2 separate regions of the Sus scrofa genome follow, and region 1 is linked to region 2. Evidence: chromatin contacts called from public Hi-C data. All regions are on one chromosome and are shown on one strand. The core of a region is the stretch at or near the end of the contact, and the rest is flanking DNA. Distances in the headings are between cores, read along the strand shown.

The links. A called contact is a pair of places that touch in the nucleus more often than the background predicts.
Region 1: a contact with region 2 is called in a Hi-C map of liver, with 2.0 times the contacts expected there. The contact joins the promoter of IRS2 here to the enhancer-like site in region 2. A contact is called at or near these places in 1 of 5 promoter capture datasets (liver), 4 of 47 Hi-C or Micro-C datasets (liver and skeletal muscle) and 1 of 2 datasets of contacts at active chromatin or transcription factors (alveolar macrophages).

Annotation. Positions count from the first base shown.
Region 1 is chr11:76,652,113-76,657,091 of Sscrofa11.1, reverse strand. IRS2 (insulin receptor substrate 2) reads left to right here and starts at 2,453. Exons shown (of 3, transcript XM_021065907.1): 1 at 2,453-4,979. The coding sequence starts at 2,479. LOC110255859 (a long non-coding RNA gene) reads right to left here and starts at 1,681. Exons shown (of 2, transcript XR_002336770.1): 1 at 1-1,681.
Region 2 is chr11:76,423,866-76,428,972 of Sscrofa11.1, reverse strand. No RefSeq gene overlaps it. Among named protein-coding and RNA genes, the nearest start is that of IRS2, 230 kb to the left of the region's middle. Within about 2 kb of position 2,877, at least 7 of the 83 cell types and tissues checked have an H3K27ac peak or open chromatin away from gene starts, as enhancers often do. A contact at or near this core is called in liver, where this site is marked.

The DNA.
Region 1 (4,979 bases), core at 1,204-3,703, 230 kb before region 2:
ATCTAAAAAGAATACAAAACCAAAGTGCAATGATCATAAGGGTGGTGCCCTCAACGCACACACAATCATACACACCCACACACAGAAACACACACAGAGATATACACACACACTTAAAGCAGCACTCCTAAAAGTATTTTTTAAAGCGTGGTTAAAAATGAAGGATCAAGTTTAAATATACCTCTCTATAGTTCTATGATGGTATTTGTCATTGATTATTCCTGCTTATATTACTCATCAATAATCATAACTTGTATACCTAACAAACAAAAATGCTATGATCTTTCTGTAAGTAGGGATCTCCTGACCCATAGAATTAACTGGTAGAATTTTTAAGTCCCATTTTTACAACCATGTTAAATATATAGATCATCCTTTCAAAAAATTACAATCTTAAATCATTTTTTTTAATGTAGGGCTTCATCCCATTTAACATAAAGACTTTTATAAAGTATAGAGGACATTTAAAGGCAAACTTCCAGGACTTATAAAAATTAACCAACACTGTTGTTTCAAACTATTTCATGAAGGCACATAATTAAAAAAAAAAAAAAAAAGTAAGGGCTTTTGTGTTTAGCCTTCTTAGTTTCTGCAGGATCTGGAGCCTGCCTGGATCCGAACCCAAGAACTCCCCCTCTCACCAGTAGCCCTCACTGTTATTTGGGAGATGCGATTGTACCGGGTGAGTCCTCATTTGTAATCGACTTTGAAAGTCACAAAAGCCACGTAGATGTAAACACTCGAAGCACTTCTTCAAGGGCGTATTCCACGCGGCGCAGACTGCGGGCTAAGCGCGCGCAGGTCTGCAGCCGCCCGCTCCTGCGCCTCCCCCACGCGGTGCCGAGGGTCGGGCGGGAGGAGGGCACCCGCGGCGGGGACCCGGCTCCCGGGGCTGTGTGCTCGCTGGAGCCCGCCCTCTTCCCGGCACTATGGAAACTGCAGTTCTCCACGCCCGCTCGTCCTCCTTCTCTTTCTCCTATTACATCCCCAACAGCCGATTTCAACTTCCCGAGAACCTGACAAGTGAATGGCGCTGATGACGCCCCGGAAAGAGCCCACGACCGGGTGCGGGGGAAGGGCGCCCCTGAGCGGGTGGGATCCCGCCAGCGGCCGCCGCCAGCGCGGCCTGGGGTAGAGGGCGCCGCATCCGCGCCCCCTCCCGCACCCCGACTCTCCTTCCAGGAAGGGGCACCGAAGCTGCTGCCGATCCAGAGCTCACCGGTGACGGACTAATGTGATGCTCGTAAACAAGCCGGGGCCGGGCACCCGGGAACCACCCAGGCGCAAACCCGCCAAGGCGCGCCCCCACCCCGAGCCTGGGCGCGGGATCTGCTGGCCGAAGTGTGTGTTGGGGGAAGGTGGTTCCGAGAGGGCAGCCAAGTTCACTGCCCCTTCTTGGCCCCCAGCAAATGGGGCGGCGGCGGGGCGATGCGGGGCCCGAGTGGGGTGCTACCTCCGCCTCCCCTGCACCAAGCCCAGGTCCGCGGTCTCGGCCCCTGATCTCCGCAGGCGCCCACCCCCTACAGTGTTCCCTCCCCCGGTCCCCTCCCCGGCGGAAGCTTCGAGCCCAATTAATTGAGTCAAAGGCGGGAGGGCAGGGCCCTCCGCGCGGCGGCCGGCCCCCGCCCCTCCCGCGCGCCCCTTTTCCCGCCCTGGGTGGCATCTCCTCCGCCGGCATCCCCAACGAGCCTCTGATTAATGAGGCTCGGGCCGGCCCCCACCCCGCCCCGGGCCCCGGCCTCCGCGGGAGGGGGAGGGGACGGCGGGAAACGCGGCCCCGGGAGAAAGGGGGGCGGGGCGGGGGCGCGCGGCCCGCCCCCCCCGCGCCCGGCGCCCATTGGCCGCACGCGCCGTCCGTCCGGGGGCGCGGCGCCAATGCGGGCGGCGGGGCGGGGCGGCCGCGCAGTGTGTGCCTGCGTAACGCCGAGTCACATGTTGTTTTGCTCTTCTTAGTTCAGTCACTCGGTGCGCGATGTGTTACTCACTGTGCGGCGGGGACCGCGACGAGCCCGGGTCGCCGTTGGCAGCAGCAGCAGCACCAACCCCGGCGGCGGCGCGGACCCCGAGTACCCGGGCACACCCCGGCACCGCGGAGCGCGGCGCAGCGGCGGGACCGGTGCGGCCGCGCGCGCCTTAAGGCTCGGCCCCACGGCTCGGGGACCCCGACTCTCGGCCCAGCCAGCGAGTCCCCAGGCGCCGCCCGAGAGCCCAGGAGGAAGCGGCCGCGGGCAGCCGGGCCAGGGGGCGGCCACCGCCCGCGTTGGTCATCCTCTGGGGCCCCGGAGCGCGGAGGGCGCTGCGCCACCGCGCGGTGCCGGCCCCCGCGGGCCTCCCCGAACCTTCTCCACCTCCTGGGCCCGAGGGACGCGGGCTCGGGCGGGCGAGCAGGGGGGGGAGGGAGCCGCTCCCGCCCGCGCCCCCTCCGCTCCCTCCAGCCCCTCCAAGCCCGGCCGGGCGGCGGGGCCTGAATCGCCGGCGATGGCGAGCCCGCCGCTGCACGGGCCCCCCGGGCCGGCGGGCGGCGACGGCCCCAACCTCAACAACAACAACAACAACAACAACCACAGCGTGCGCAAGTGCGGCTACCTGCGCAAGCAGAAGCACGGCCACAAGCGCTTCTTCGTGCTGCGCGGGCCCGGCGCGGGCGGCGACGAGGCGACGGCGACAGCGGGTGGGGGGTCGGCGCCGCAGCCGCCGCGGCTCGAGTACTACGAGAGCGAGAAGAAGTGGCGGAGCAAGGCGGGCGCCCCGAAGCGGGTCATCGCGCTCGACTGCTGCCTGAACATCAACAAGCGCGCTGACGCCAAGCACAAGTACCTGATCGCCCTCTACACCAAGGACGAGTACTTTGCCGTAGCGGCCGAGAACGAGCAGGAGCAGGAGGGCTGGTACCGCGCGCTCACCGACCTGGTCAGCGAGGGCCGCGCGAGCGCCGGCGACGCGCCCCCCGCCGCCGCCACCGCCGCGTCCTGCAGCGCCTCCCTGCCCGGCGCCCTGGGCGGCTCGGCCGGCGCCGCGGCGGCCGATGACAGCTACGGGCTGGTGGCGCCCGCCACGGCCGCCTACCGCGAGGTGTGGCAGGTGAACCTGAAGCCCAAGGGCCTGGGCCAGAGCAAGAACCTGACGGGCGTGTACCGCCTGTGCCTGTCGGCGCGCACCATCGGCTTCGTGAAGCTCAACTGCGAGCAGCCGTCGGTGACCCTGCAGCTCATGAACATCCGCCGCTGCGGCCACTCGGACAGCTTCTTCTTCATCGAGGTGGGCCGCTCGGCCGTCACGGGCCCGGGAGAGCTGTGGATGCAGGCGGACGACTCGGTGGTGGCCCAGAACATCCACGAGACCATCCTGGAGGCCATGAAGGCGCTCAAGGAGCTCTTCGAGTTCCGGCCGCGCAGCAAGAGCCAGTCGTCCGGCTCGTCAGCCACGCACCCCATCAGCGTCCCCGGCGCGCGCCGCCACCACCACCTGGTCAACCTGCCCCCCAGCCAGACTGGCCTGGTGCGCCGCTCGCGCACGGACAGCCTGGCCGCCACCCCGCCGGCGGCCAAGTGCAGCTCGTGCCGGGTTCGCACGGCCAGCGAGGGCGACGGCGGCGCGGCTGCGGGGGCCGGGGCGGCAGGCGGGAGGCCGGTGTCGGTGTCGGGGAGCCCCCTGAGCCCAGGGCCTGTGCGCGCGCCCCTGAGCCGCTCGCACACCCTGAGCGGCGGCTGCGGCGGCCGCGCCAGCAAAGTGACGCTGGCGCCGGCAGGGGGCGCTCTGCAACACAGCCGCTCCATGTCCATGCCCGTGGCGCACTCGCCCCCGGCCGCCACCAGCCCGGGCAGCCTGTCGTCCAGCAGCGGGCATGGCTCGGGCTCCTACCCGCCACCTCCCGGCCCACACCCGCACCTGCAGCATCCCCTGCACCCTCAGCGACCCTCCAGCGGCAGCGCCTCGGCTTCGGGCTCCCCCAGCGACCCTGGCTTTATGTCCCTGGATGAGTATGGCTCTAGCCCTGGGGACCTGAGAGCCTTCTGCAGCCACAGGAGCAACACGCCCGAATCCATCGCCGAGACTCCCCCGGCCAGGGACGTCAGCGGGGGCGAGCTGTACGGGTACATGACCATGGACCGGCCTCTGAGCCACTGTGGGCGCCCCTACCGCAGGGTATCCGGGGACGGGGCCCAGGACTTGGATAGAGGGCTGAGAAAGAGGACTTACTCCCTGACCACACCTGCCCGGCAGCGGCCGGTGCCCCAGCCCTCCTCCGCATCCCTGGATGAATACACCTTGATGCGGGCCACCTTCTCTGGCAGCTCGGGCCGTCTCTGCCCGTCCTGCCCCGTGTCCTCTCCCAAAGTGGCCTACCACCCCTACCCCGAAGACTACGGCGACATCGAGATTGGGTCGCACCGGAGCTCCAGCAGTAACCTGGGCACGGATGACGGCTACATGCCCATGACCCCTGGCGTGGCCCTCATGGGTGGTGGCAGTGGGAGCTGCAAGAGTGACGACTACATGCCCATGAGCCCCACCAGCGTGTCGGCCCCGAAGCAGATCCTGCAGCCACGGGCCACTGCAGCGGCCGTGCCCCCCACAGGGGCGGCGGTGCCCACGCCCACTTCTGCAGCCAGCAGGGCCTTTCCGGGGAGTGGGGGCAGCAGCTACAAGGCCAGCTCCCCGGCCGAGAGCTCCCCGGAGGACAGCGGGTATATGCGCATGTGGTGCGGCTCCAAGCTGTCCATGGAGAACGCTGATGGCAAGCTGCTTTCCAACGGGGACTATCTCAACATGTCCCCCAGCGACGTGGGTGCCCCGGGCACCCCGCCTGACTTCTTCGCGGCTGCCCTGCACGGCGGCGGGGAGATGCTCCGGGGCGTCCCCGGCTACTGCTACAGCTCCCTGCCCCGCTCCTACAAGGCCCCCTACACCTGCAACGGGGACAACGACCAGTACGTGCTCATGAGCTCCCCCGTGGGGCGCATCCTGGAGGAGGAGAG
Region 2 (5,107 bases), core at 1,628-4,127:
CCTCATTGACACTATGTCAATTTCTTTACGTGCTGAGCCACACTGGGAACTCCGGGAGCCCTGTTTCTGATGAAGTTCCTTTTCCTTTGCTGTCTGGCCTGGTCTTCTTCCCATAACTGGGCCTGAACCTGGGTTCGAGTCTGACCCTCGCCTTGGATACGTGTGGCTGCATTTGCAGCCCTGCCCTGGGTCCCCGTAGAAAGGGCTCCTATCCCGCTTCCACCCCCTGAAGGGCCAGGCCTCCTGTTCCTGGGTCTTGCCTTTGCCGGATCCAGCACGGCCCTAACCTCGTGGGTTCCAGGCAAAGTTTCCTCAGGTGTAGAAACATCCATTCCCAGTGGTGGCTGACCCAATTGCATTTGGAGGCAGGTCTGAATGGTGTAGCAAATGCTTCATCATGGTTTTAATTTTCGTCTGGACTGCAAGCTGATTTATCTCCAAAGCACTGAAACACTGGGCGTGGCAACCCTGGATTCACTGTAGACACTAGATTATCAAAGATGACATCAAAAACATCATAAATCCGTCAGTGTGACCCCAATGTGATTGGAGCACCCCACGTCTTCTCCCTTTTATAGACATTCGACTGATGCCTTGGTGCCCTCAACACAGGTCCAGTGACACCAGCTTTAAACACTGCGACATCTTCTGGGATGGCCTGGGTCTCAAAGATACCTTTTCACCTGTTTCAACCGTATGCATATGAAAGCTCTCCTCAAAAAGGGCTGGGAGAAAAGAAACACAGAGATACCAGGACACCCTGAGCTATAGAAGTAGGACACTGGATGGGTGTACGCAGCAGATCTCAGCTGCTGAGTATCCAAAACTTAGACAAAGGGTCAGGGGTTTCTGTCTTTTTTGTTCAACGCTGTAATGCCCAGTCCTATTATGGTGGCCAAGAAGATCAATAAAGGTGTGCAGAACGAATGATACACATTTTATAGGGGGCGTTTCTAAAAGCACGATTTGATATTGCCTGAGTCTGCCCTTCAGGCTACAATGCATTGATGACTCAAAAAGAGTCTCAAAAAAAAAAAAAAAAAAAAAAAGCCGACAAAACAGATATTTTTTTCTTTCTACAATTTCTATTTTCATGTGCAAGTTTGGCATTTTGTAACGCAGTCTGAATGAAGTCGCCATCACATTCAAAAGACAAGGTCAGCTGAACAGAGACAACAGTACAACCGTCCTCAAAAACAAAAATAGTATTCATATCCACAGGAGCACATTTTATTCCAGCCATGAACAAGGGAGCTAGAAGTGCAATGGCTCTATGGTAGCTGATGCAGTATTCTAGCTCTTTTTTTTTTTTTTTTTCTGAAAACATGTACAAGTGCATGTATCGCTTTTTTCCTCTCAAAAAAGAAAGCAGTAAAACAAATGAGAGACTGAATCTTAATTTCAAATAAATGCAAAGAAATGCAGGAGTTCCCACTGTGGCTCAGGGGTTAAGAACCTGACTAGTATCCATGAGCATGCAGGTTCCATCCCCAGCCTTGCTCAGTGGGTTAAGGATCTGGTGTTGCTGTGGCAGTGGGGTAGGCCAGCGGTTACAGCTCTGATTCCACCCCTAGCCTGGAAACTTCCCTATGCCACAGGTGTGGCCCTAAAAAGGAGAAAGGGGGGGTGCGCTGCAGTCTACTTAGTTTTCTGAGGGGGAAAAGCAAATACAATGAAGTTGATTCTGAGGCTTTTGGAAAGGGATGCTGGAAAGTCAGCTGGAGGCATGTGGCTTTTGTCAGCACGTGGCTTAGGGATGCTGTGAGCAGGAAGGGCGACCCTGCGGTGAAAGTCTGCAAAGGCAGAGAGCCTGACAGTGGCCCCAAACGCCTGCAGGGCGGCCACGAGCCCTCGGATGCCATCCGTGGAGTCAATGCCGTCTCCACCTGAATCATCAGGTTAGGGCACGCCGTCGCGGTGACCCTGACTTCTGCCTACATCGCGAGAGGATGCGCAGGATCTTCGAGGGCCGGGCTGACGTCAGCTTGTTCCGTCACACGCTCTACCCCTGAGCTGTACCCCCAGGGGGCGCCCTCTGCAGCCGCATCTTCATCCTCAACCCCCTCTGCCTGGAAGAACTGGAAAGTGTCCACCACAGACCCTCGCCAGCCACGGCGGACTGTCCTCGAGCTGGAGAAGATCGGCTTCATGGAAGAAAAACAAGGGTCCACAATGAGCCTCCTTCTGCGGGAAACTTCAAGGAAGAGCCGGGGCCTCAGGGGCCGTGACCAGAGGAGACTCCTTTGCAGGCTCACGTGCTGGCTGTCCAGGCCCCCACCGCCGTCTCTGGCAGTGGACAAGCAGTGTGAGCAGAGACAGACACTCCCTCCACTTGTGTGCGGGCTGCTTCCCGCCTGTGCCCTCTGCGAGCCCACGGCTCAGGCCTCCCGGCCAGAAACCCACAGGCCGGGGGTGCAGAAGCGTGTTGCATTTATCCACGTTTAGATGCATGGGCGCTCCACACCCCTGCGTCTTCATGGGTGCTAGTCAGCTTCGATAACCGCGGAGCCACATCGGAAACATGTAAAAAATATTGTATGTCAAGTATATTTCAAAAAAAAAAAAAAAAAAACCAGACCCACCAAAACGTCCCAGATTATGGTAATTACTTCTTATCAAAAAATTAAACCAGGACCATAAAGTTTCATTTTCAACTACTGGAAGATTTCATGGGAGATTTTTTCCCAGGATGGTGTGATGCAGCACCTAACACTGTATTTTCCTGGTGATTGTTGGCACCATCAGCACAAACATTGTTTAATTTCTGGCCGCTTCCTAGCGCTCCTTGAATTGTTTGCGTAAACCCCCATCTGCTCTGCGTGACTTAAGAACCTTTGCTCTGCCCCAGCCCAGATTCTCTGCCTGGAGGCTGATGGAAGCATCCAGTGATTGGAGGACGTGGATGGCCTGGGTTTTGTTGACTTCAGGAAGGTGAGGCGGGGCTCTGACCACTGCGGTGTCTGTTAAAGATTCGTTGTAAGTAAACAGTCATGCATGTACTTTGGCATGTAAGTTGCTATTTTTAGCCTAAACTGAGTTTCTTGCCCTATTTTTTTTTTTTTCAGTAAAGAAATGTTCGCTGTGTTATACACATTTTGAGCACTGGAAAATCATTTTTTGTGATCGATGACTCAGAAAAGAAGTAGGATTTTCTCATGGAATTATTGGTGGGGGGCCCGGAGGGGTGTTTTTCAGCTTCCTACGTCTTACTTTGGGGCATTCGCGTTGATCGGATAAAGGCTCCTCCGCGACCATCCCGTGACAATCCTGGGATGTCTTCCTGTGTTTTAAGTGGAGACCGTGCACCTGCTCTGAATGGGTCAGAAAGAAGAACTACGTCTGCAGTAAAATGCTAACAAGCCTCCAGAAGTGCACATCTTCCTCGGCTTACAGCGGGCTTGTGTCCTGTTCAAAGCATCATGCACTGAAAAGACTGTAAATTGAAAAACCTTTTAATGTACCCAACTCACTGAACCTGCAGAAGCTTAGCCTAGCCTGCCTTACGCATGCTCACCACACTTACCTTAGCCTCAAGTGGGGCAAAATCATCTTTTTAGGGCCGCACCTCTGGCATGTGGAGATTCCCAGGCTAGGGGTCCTACACCACAGCCACAGCAACACCAGAACCTTAACCCACTGCATCGAACCTGTGTCCTCATGAATACTAGTCAGACTCGTTTCTGCCAAGACACGACAGGAACTCCCAGAAAGGTATTTTAAAGTGTTGAATACATTATGCAATTTATTGTATAATGTACCGAAGGAGAAAAACAGAATGGTTGTAAATCTTGGGCTGTTTGCCCTCCTGATGGTTGGCAGACTGGCAGCTGCTCCTTCTGCCCCCGCCCAGCTTCGCAAGATGGGATTGTCACTGCACATCTCTAACCCCGGAAAAATCAAAATTCAAAATTCAAAGTATGGTTTCTACTGACTGTATGTTGTTTTAGCACCATGGTAAAGTCAAAAACCCATAAGCTGAACCATCCCAAGTCAGGGGTCTCCTGTATTTACCGCTGCTTTCTGAGGTTGAAATTGCATTTTCCCATAGAATGCCTAGCAGGAGGGGAATACCTTTTGGCTTAAATTAAACATAATAAAAAACTACAGAATTTTAGAAACATATTTTAAAACGCCAACATAAACTCAAGCATAAATTAAAAAATAAGCAGAATAGAAAAATAAATAAGCCAGCCCAAACTGAGCTTTCTTTATCTGCAGCTCTGCCTTCTAGCTGAAAGAGTGCCTTTGGTGGATGCTGAAAAAATTAGATGTGGGAAGAAGGACCTGGCACTTTCCTAACTCCTCTTATGAATTTTTTTTTAAATTGAAACATTATAATTGATTTACAATGTTCTGTCAATTTCTGCTGTTCAGCAAAGTAATCCAGTTACATTTATATACACTTTCTTTTTCTCATTTTTTTCTCCATGTTCCATCATGAGTGATTGGTTATAGTTCCCTGTGCTGTACAGCAGGACCTCGTTGCTTATCCACTCCAAATGCAATAGTTTGCATCAACTATTCCCAAACTAACACTTGGAATAGGACTAAATTCTGTTGGAGGCTGTGTGATCTCAGTGTGCAGGAAACAATCTTTAAACCGTCTAGAAGAAGGGTTGGTGTGTTGATGAAAAGTCCTTATTTGCAAGGCATTTACCATGCGCTTCCAGTTGTGCACTCCTTGCTGGTGTCACGCTTTACACTTCCTGAATCCCTGTGGCACAAGCTGTGCGTCGCTGCCTCTTAGCCACGGCTAGCTCTCCGTAGAAGGGACAGAGTCATTAATTGGGGCAGAGTGGGTTCCGTCTCCACTCTTGGGGGTTCTTGCTTAAATTAAGCCAGTCCGGGGGGCCCATTCCTCATCGTAGAACTGAGTTTAAACAGGGGTGTGTGGTCCAACTGTGGTCGGTGAGGTCAAAGAACAGATTTGGGAAATATCCCTTTGCCCTTTAAAAAAGCCCTGGAGAGAGTAAAGGACCATTAAAATCATGCTTGTGACCCTTGGCTTCATGACCTTGTAACCACGAGGGGTATTAAGCTGAGGAGCAAACCTAGAATGAGAAGAGCCCAAGAAGGCAACGAAAAATAGAAAACTTTGGTCTTTGTT